2 separate regions of the Zea mays genome follow, and region 2 is linked to region 1. The links are chromatin contacts, called in public Hi-C maps. All regions are on one chromosome and are shown on one strand. Each heading gives the region's core, a stretch centred on a gene start, on an enhancer-like site or on the middle of the called end of the contact. The rest is flanking DNA. Distances are from core to core; before and after follow the strand shown.

The links. A called contact is a pair of places that touch in the nucleus more often than the background predicts.
Region 2: a contact with region 1 is called in a Hi-C map of leaf, with 10 times the contacts expected there. The contact joins the enhancer-like site here to the promoter of LOC100285570 in region 1. A contact is called at or near these places in 11 of 25 Hi-C or Micro-C datasets (bundle sheath, ear, endosperm and 5 more) and 1 of 3 datasets of contacts at active chromatin or transcription factors (leaf).

What each region holds. Positions count from the first base shown.
Region 1 is chr4:151,343,116-151,347,794 of Zm-B73-REFERENCE-NAM-5.0, forward strand. LOC100285570 (ferredoxin-thioredoxin reductase, variable chain-like) reads right to left here and starts at 2,385. Exons shown (of 1, transcript XM_020551890.2): 1 at 1,378-2,385. The coding sequence starts at 2,052. The coding sequence ends at 1,573.
Region 2 is chr4:151,557,862-151,562,540 of Zm-B73-REFERENCE-NAM-5.0, forward strand. No RefSeq gene overlaps it. Among protein-coding and RNA genes, the nearest start is that of LOC109939235, 67 kb to the left of the region's middle. Within about 2 kb of position 2,715, at least 20 of the 20 cell types and tissues checked have an H3K27ac peak or open chromatin away from gene starts, as enhancers often do. A contact at or near this core is called in bundle sheath, ear, endosperm and 5 more, where this site is marked.

The DNA of each region.
Region 1 (4,679 bases), core at 1,135-3,634:
CTTCATTTTTTGTGACCATGCACTTGTCTATATTCAATTATTAAAACAAAATGGCCTCTTCAGACATTGTTGTGTGGTTCTGAAATCCTTGTGGTTTGGTTCTTAATTTTATGTATCTAGATATATAGAGACAGGTTATTGAGTGGTCATGTCTCAAAGCTGCGGTTTTCGGTCAAATCGACCCATAATAGTTTATTCTTTAGGATAAGAAACAGAGATTCAGATTTTTTTTACTCCCACTTGTTATTGTAATCCTTTTTTACATGATTTTTAATGTGTATTGGCAACGACCAACGAATAATGTATTTATTTCTTATACTTTGTTTTTTACTAAAATTTACATTAAAGTATAATTTGATTTGTATCAGTTTAGTTCTATATTGGTTGTTGCCAAAGGATTTGTGAGACATTAAGGGCGATAATATATATGGTGTTCGTTTTATATAATTGTTGTGCAGTAATATTCTGTTGAATATTTTGCATGTCGTTGCAACGCACGAGTACTAATATTCTGTTGAATATTTTGCATGTCGTTGCAACGCACGAGTACCTAACTAGTATGTGTATAGTAATGATTGAGTTTTTGTTTCGCGGGTATAGATTCACGAACCATACACTTATGTCCTTTCGATCCCGTTGTCATCTCTAACAGGTATAGATTCGTGAACCATACACTTGTGTCATATCCACCTGATTGTCATCCCTAACCCTAGGCCATGGTCCATGTGGCTATGAGCCTAATTCTGCCCTTGACTACAACTATGTTATAGTGTCAACGTAAAGTACTATAATACTATTATATCCCACTGTGTAAAACAATGGCCAATATATAAAACATATAAAAATAGACATTAATCTATACTCCTTTTATAATCCACCAGTTTTAACTTTGCAAATTCTAACGAAACCACCTCCACACCCATAACCTTCGTTAAACAAATTACACTCACACATAACACTCCCTCAAAACCAATTATTCAAATCGCTAGAGATCCCTTCTCTCTTACCCACTCAAATCATATGATCAATATTATTTAGATCATTCTTTCTCTCTCTCATCCCTCATCACACACAAAGTAACCCTGCCTCCTGCCTCCCCCTGACCCTTAAGTTAGGAGGATGTTTTTTTTTTGCCCGCACAAGAGGCTTAAACAGCTAAAAATCCATTCCCTCGGTTGGAGCTGATCTAATGTAGGACAAAATACTGAATGTAATGTGCATCTGCCTGTCCAATGTAAATACAAAACTACACCTGCACACTTTGACCTTAGGGGCCCATAATTTCGATTGAGCACATGCTAAGGTGATGCTGGTTGTTCGGAGGATTTAGAAAAGGCGCAATGGAAGGGTTTCTAAACAGCAGCAATCCACGGAGCATAGTCGACAAACAGCGGCAAAATGATCACTATTATAACTCCGAACAATTCCCAACAGCTGAAACATTTGCCACTCCCAAGCTTACTACCCCGCCGGAACAATATACACAAGACACAAGCGACCGCCGCGGCCATGATTATTCTATAATCTATAAGAACGGTTAACTCGGACGCGCTCTGACTGACGCCCGTCACATCACTCCCCATCGACGAACTCGAACTCGTCCTCACGGAGGTGGACGAAGAACCGGACGGGCTTGGGCTGGCCCTCGACGGCGAGCTGGACCTCGACCTTGAAGGGCAGGTTGGCGGTGACGCGCTTGCCCTTCCACACGCCGACGTACTGCTTGACGACGCCCTCCATGCCCTGGACGTCCAGGTCGGGCGCCTTGATGACGTGGTGGACGCGGAGCGGCGCCGTGACGCGCACCCGCCTGCCGATCTTGGGCGCGGCCGCGGCCTCCTCGGCCGCCACGTCGTCCGAGGCCACCTCGCTGGTGAGCGCGACCTGGAGGAGGAGCAGGCGCGCGCGGCGCGGCGGGGGCGGGGGCGGGCCGGGGAGCCGGGGGAAGGCGGCGGACGCGGACGCGGGCGCCGGGGAAGGGAGCCGGCGGCGCAGGAGGACCGAGGAGGTGGAGGTGGACGGCGGCGCTACGGCCGCGGTGGCGGTCGCCATTGGGTGGGTGGGGACTCTCCGGTGCTGGGTCGAACAGGTGGTGGATGCGGAGGAGTCGAGGAAAGGATAGAGGCGGCGGGGCAAACGAAAGGCGGGAGCGAGCGGACGGTCGCTGCGACTGCGAGTTGCGTATGGGTTCTGGCGTTCTGCCGAGGTGATGGATGCCTCGGTTTGCCTCTGTTCGTCTGGGCCCCGGGAAACGCTGAGGGTTTGGCGAGTTTGCAGAGCATCTAGCGCGAAAACCAAAGAAGTGGATAAGGCGGGAGCGCACCCCTGGCTGTGGTTGCTCTGCTCGCCATGTGTCACGATGCTCAGCGAGAATCCGAGGATAACCAAACAAGTTTCGGTAGCCAGAGGATGAAGAAGAAGCATATAAGAGAAGATTGGGGTTCAGGATTTAGACCACGCCACCGACGCCAGTCAGCACTCTTCGGTCCTCAGCCTCTCCTAACTGACATTCCCATCTCCATGCAATGCAAAACCAGCTTGTCCCAATCTGGAAACCGGTGAACGTCCCAAAGTGACATGGCGGATGTCCGTACAGCACATCAAACGGTGAACGTCCCAGAGCTGAATGGAAACAGGCATTGAGGTACCGTACCAGTATTCAGCAACTACCAACCATCAGTGCCATTGCCGAGGGCTAGGGTGGCCATTGCACCTCAGAAAAGACCTCCGGACACTGATCCAAATTGTTGGAAATATTAACAGGATCTAAAATTAATTTGATAATGCAGTATAAAACGAAAAAAATCCAGATCTACTACCTCAACAAGAACAGATCTAAACTAACTCAATAAGATTAACGCATAAAATAACAATCGACAGCGGATCTAACCATAAGACCGTCATTGCAACAAACTGAAACTGCAGATTTATTCACAGTGATTTCTACGATTTTTTAGAGGAACCCGAGCGGACGTGCGCGAAGCACTTCCCAGAAACCTGATTCGCCGGCACCCGTGCAGGTTATCAAAACGCTGACGGTGGTTCGGAGACGAAGGGACGACAATGCAGATGTCGGGGACCATAATTAGGGGTACCCCCAAGACTCCTAATCTCAGCTGGTAACCCCATCAGCACAAAGCTGCAAAGGCCTGATGGGTGCGATTAAGTCAAGGCTCGGTCCACTCAAGGGACACGATCTCGCCTCACCCGAGCCCAGCCTCGGGCAAGGGCAGCCGACCCCGGAGGATTCACGTCTCGCCCGAGGCCCAGTCTTCGCCAACAAGCAACCTTGGCCAGATTGCCACACCGACCGACCGCACCGCAGAAGCATTTAATGCGAGGATGGCCTGACACCTTATCCTGACGCGCGCCCTCCAGTCGACAGAGCCGAAGTGACCGCAGTCACTTCGCCGCTCCACTGACCGCCTGACGAGAGGACAGCGCCGCCTGCGCCGCTCCGACTGTTGTGCCACTCGACAGAGTGAGGCTGACAGCAGCCAAGTCAGGCCTCGGGCGCCATAGGAAGCTCTGCCTCGCCCGACCCCAGGGCTCGGACTCGGCCTCGGCCCCGAAAGACGACGAACTCCGCCTCGCCCGACCCCAGGGCTCGGACTCGGCCTCGGCCCCCGGAAGACGACGAACTCCGCCTCGCCCGACCCTAGGGCTCGGACTCGGGCTCAGCCCCCGAAGACGACGAACTCCGCCTTGCCCGACCCCAGGGCTCGGACTCAGCCCTGGCCTCAGCCGACGGTCTCCGCCTCGCCCGACCCGGGGCTCGGACTCGACCTCGACCACGAAAGACAGACTCGACCTCGACCTCGGAGGAGCCTCCGCCTCGCCCGACCCAGGGCTCGGACCGACCACGTCACGGGGGGGGGCATCATTACCCTACCCCTAGCTAGCTCAAGCTACGGGGAACAAGACCGGCGTCCCATCTGGCTCGCCCCGGTAAACAAGTAATGATGGCGCCCCACGTGCTCTATGACGACGGTGGCTCTCGGCCCTTTCTGAAGCAAGGAGACGTCAGCAAGGACTCGACAGCCCCGACAGCTGTCCTTCCACCAGGCTCCAGCGCTCCTCCGACGGCCACGACATCTCATGAACAGGGTGCCAAAACCTCACCGGCTGCCACGATGGCATGTACTTAGGGCACTAGCTCCTCTCTGCTAGACACGTTAGCACACTGCTACATCTCCTATTGTACACCTGGGCCCTCTCCTTACGCCTATAAAAGGAAGGCCCAGGACACTCGTACGGGAGGGTTGGCCGCGCGGGGAGGACGGGACAGCGCGCGCAGGCCTCTCGCTCCCTCCCACGCGGACGCTTGTAACCCCCTACTGCAAGCGCACCCGACCTGGGCGCGGGACAAACACAAAGGCCGCGGGTTTCCCCTTTACGCCTGTCTCCCTCTGGTTTTCCCCCCTTCGCGCTCCGTCTCGCGCCGACCCATCTAGGCTGGGGCACGCGGCGACAATTTACTCGTCGGTCCAGGGACCCCCCGGGGTCGAAACGCCGACAGTTGGCGCGCCAGGTAGGGGGCTACTGCGTGTTGACGAACAGCTTCCCGCCAAGCTCCAGATGGGTAGTCTCCAGCAACCTTTCCAGCCCGGGACGGTGCTCCGTTTCAGGAGTCTTGAGTTCATGTCCCTCGACGGCGGCTACGACATGATACTCCTTCC
Region 2 (4,679 bases), core at 1,465-3,964, 220 kb after region 1:
GAGAGGTTAAATAGAGGAGCACCCCTGTCACTCGGTACACGCGAGAACACACTTTCAGAACACAGTCCAGCGCCGAGTGAGGGTATTTCCATCTCGTGACTCTGCGCGCACAGAGAAGCGAGAGGGCAGGTGCCTCCGGAGCCCTTGCCGTTCGAGACCTTGCACGGGGGATCGGCAATTAGGTTTTTGGGGAGCGTCTTCGCGACTGCCCAACATCTGTCTTCATCGCTGGTTCTTGGCGTCTTCAACTCGATCGGATGACAAGAGAAGTTGGGCAAGGATCAGGATCCTCGGAACGCATGAGAGGGTATGATCAATTCAGTTCATTACAGTTTTATATTCTGCATATTATATATGTCGTATGTAGCTTTGCTCTATCGTATTATAATATGTTATATCTGTTTGTCTTAATTTTACAGTCATCCTGTTTATATTGTTATCTGTTTATTTCCAGTTGTTCCGCAATAAACCATGAACCATGCTTATATACTTATTTTATTTATATGATTTACATGCTTCATATGCTTGCTGTTCTCATGATCCATATTGTTATGGATATTTTTGAGATCACGATTTCTATGGTTAATTATTTATTATATGTCATCATCATAATGTTAATTTATGGAATTAAAATGGTACGGAAAATGCCTATAATTCTAACAGTAACACCCACCGATAAACACACCGATCACAGGCACGAAGTTGGTAGCAAACAATTTACTCCACCATAGTAGGAGCTGGGCCCGCTCGACATACAAACATGCATACTATATAGTTTAATCGTGGCATCCTGATCCAACCCTCCGGATTACGCAATGCGCAATCATGAACGTACAAGTAGTGCGCGCAGCCACCACAAACACGCAATGATTACATGCGCTAAGCCTGCCGCTCTGCATTGTTTAGCACGTACTAATTAGATTATACATTACGCCATAACGATCTTATCTGGAAGCTAGCAGGTGCAGGGTTTCTGTCTCCTCGCAGTCGCAGCCTCATCGTTAGTTAATCCCAGACCAGATGATGTCACCGACAGACAGGGAGATGAGCCGGCCCGAACGAACAATAGGATATCTTTGATTTGGCCTCGCAAGTACGCATCCGGAGGAGGAGGCGTATTTGTAATTTGTTTTTTTGTTTTAGTCCGGAGGTGCTCTGGAGTCTGGTCTTTTGATTGGAGATCGAGGCGCTCTGTCTGATTCTGATCTGACGAAGCGATCCTCTTTTCTTTTTTAATGTGTTTTTGTTCAAGTCAACACTAGTGGTTGGCGGAAGGCCATGTGAGCGCGTCGCCATGGGGGCCGTTCTCGTGCGTGCAGTGCAGTGCAGGCTCGCAACGCAAGGTCATGCGTTGCGACAAGGTGGATCGGAGATGCATGGAGGTACCGTAGAAACACGGCGCGGAGCAGGGATATACACCTTGACAACCGGCGCATAGGCGCGAGTTGCGGGCCTCTTTCGGCTTCACCGCGGTGGCGGCCGCCGGCCGGCCAGCTTGCCGCGTTTCGCGCCGGCGCCGCCCTCCACCTCAGCCTGGCACGCTCACGTACCGCGCTGCGAGCGAGCGAGCCTCGTCGCTCGCTACGCCGGCTGCCTGCTCGCCGCACCGCCCTCTGTGTGCAGGCCGCGCACGCTCGCCTCGTCGCCCTCCTCGCCACCATCCGCACCTCCCTGCCGTACACGCTCGCTGTGATGTGAGCTCGCTGCATCGCTGGTCGTGCCGGCAGGGAGATCCCGCGCCGCCCTCCGCCGCGTTTGCGCTAGAGAAAAATACTTATTATTGTAATCTGAACCCTGTAACTCGTTCCCCTTCTTCCTACTCAAGGCAACTCCCTGAGTGCCAGTTCCCTAGCATCAGTGGTGTGCTAACACTCCGCCGCGTTTGCGCCCGCTCCCCGACCGGTCGCGAGCTCACCACGCCCGCTCGGCGCTCGTCGCTACGCCCTATGCCCTGGTCGTGCACACACTCCCGGCGTTCGCCGAGAGCTCGCCGGCGCCGCGCAGCCCTCTGTGCAAGCTCGCCACGTCGCTCTCCTCTCCGGCCGCTAGCAGAGCCGGAAAGAACGTTAGACGATAGTAGTATGGCACTGTTTGTTTTAGATTATAATCTCTCCAGATTATGGGCCTGTTTGGTTTGTGGCTAAATGTGCCACACTTTATCTAAAGTTAGTCGTTCGAATTGAATAACTAACCTTAGGCAGAAAAGTTAGGCAAAATGTGGCAACTGAGGTAGTGAACCAAACATGCCTTATATAATACAGTACAAATAATCAATAGTTAAACGAACATATAGATTATGGATTTAGATTATATAATCTAAACTCCAGATTATGATAATCTCATAATCTTCTCAAGACTAGTTTATTTGAGATTATTTTGACAAAAGATCCACTATTCATGGTAATGGAAATAGAAATTACAATATATGCTATCATTCTTTTCTTACCTCAAATAAACAATAATAATATTGTTGTCTTTGTGAATAATCTACATTTGTATAATCTAAACTATCAAATAACTACATATAGAGATTATAATATATCTAAATTATATAATTTAGATTATAATCCAGATTATATAATCTATAAGCTGAAACAAACCGACCCTATGTGTCATGCTTTTCTCCGTTCGCCGGAAGTACAGCACCGGGACGCGTCACGTGTGTGCGCGCTGAACAGCTGATGCCTAGTTCTTCAGGATTTAGGGCAGGAGGCATCAACAGGCAGTGAGCAACTGGAAGGAGCCATTCAGTTCAGGCTTGAGTGCGTATGGGGCTCTGGGCCATGCGAATTCTTAGCGGGCTTCACTTGCAGATGGCATAAATCCCGACGGCCCAGGGAAAGCTTCCCACGGCCCGCTTGACTGCAAGGCCTTGTCCAACAATGGTGACCGACGGTGTCCAACAAGCGAGAAGGATTATGGGCGTGTAAGTGCAAGCAGGGATGGCAATGAATGTCATTTATCCGCGTACCCGTGGATAAAAAACCCGTTGGGCATGATTTTGGGTACAAGTCTGTATCCATGAATATGGATACGGGTAGCACTTGATATCCGTGGATATTTTTAAAACGAATACAAAAAATCAATATCCATACTCAATTACCCGAATATCCGTCAAAATTACACCAGTCCCGCAGGCCCACGGGCCATAGCCCACAAGGCCACAAGCGTTCTCCAATCTCCAGGCTTCCAGCAATCCAGCGAAGCCCTCGCTCCGCCAGTCCATTCTCCGGTCTCATTCTCTTCTCCTCTGTCCTCTCCCACTCGCCCACTCCTACCGCCGTCGCCCACTCCTACCGCCGCCGCACACTCCATCTCACCTCTCCCAGACTCCCGCAGCCACTGCCCCCTATCGGTCCGGGTCCCTGGCTCCTGCGCGGCTCCCGGGCACAGAGCGCAGATCTCCAGCTCGTCCTCAGTCCCTGCATCGTTGACTCCCTGCGCAGCTCATCCTCAGTCCCTGGCTCCCTGCATCGCTGACTCCCCGCGCGCCTGCGCTCTGTGCCCAGTTGCAGCGCTCCTGCGGCCTGCTCCCCTCAGTCCCTGCGCGTGCTACCTTCCCTCGGTCCCCGGCTCCTGCGCGGCTGTCCTGGTGTAAAGTACAGGTTATTCTAGATGCAACGACTTGTTGATTGTTTTTCTCACCCAAATGCAATTACAGATTATTTCAGATTCAACGACTTGTTGATTGTTACTTTTATTAATTCAATGCGTTACCGCTGCCATGGAAACCCCTAGTGGTGGCACTCAACAAGATCATATTTAAATTTGCTGGACAAATATGATATCATATTTGAATTTGCTGGATTTAAATATTTTGTATGTCTAGTGGGCAAACAGATATATCCGCGGATATACGTTACTCGCGGGTAACGGATGTGGATACTGTTTGTTATCTATGGCGGGTAACGGGTAGGGTTCGAATATTAGATATAAGTCGTGGATATGGATGTCCAGAGACAATATGCGCGGATATTTTACCCGTTGCCATCCCTAAGTGCAAGATCATCAACCAAGCCCCACAACAACAGGACGGTAGCGCTGGTTGCTGCTCGCGGCTCGCCCCACAACTAGTTTGTGGGTTTTCACCGACACGCAACACACCGGACAACGGCCTTACGGTATTTCGATTTTTATAGAGGTACCTCAGCATATACAGATAAGATATCGCCTCCATCACCACTTGCATCGCAGACCCACATGAAAAAGATTGATCAAACCTCACGTGTACGTACGTGTTTATTTTGGACAACCGATTGAATGACATGCACACAATGCAACCAAATACCGCAGTGTTGTACTATATGTATTACTATATCCGTGTGATTGGTTGCTGTACAGCGGTAGGCCGGTAGCCTGGCTCGTATTTGAGCAGTTTGGCTCTTTGTGCATAGGTTTTTGTTTGGTTGTTTGTATTGGTATATTCAGATCAAATACAACTAGTGTTTGGTTGTTTGTGTCAGACGTGTACTAGAGAAGACCATATAAATAAATGTTCAAAGATTATACACCATGTATGGTCTAATTTTATTCGTAAAAATATCAGAAACATAAATATGAAATCGGTTCGATGATTAAATCTTTTAATTAAAAGGTATAAGAAAAACATACTAAAAAAGCATCTCGAAATTCGTGCATCTCCATTTGGGCAACTAATCAACTATGACGACAGGCGCGGC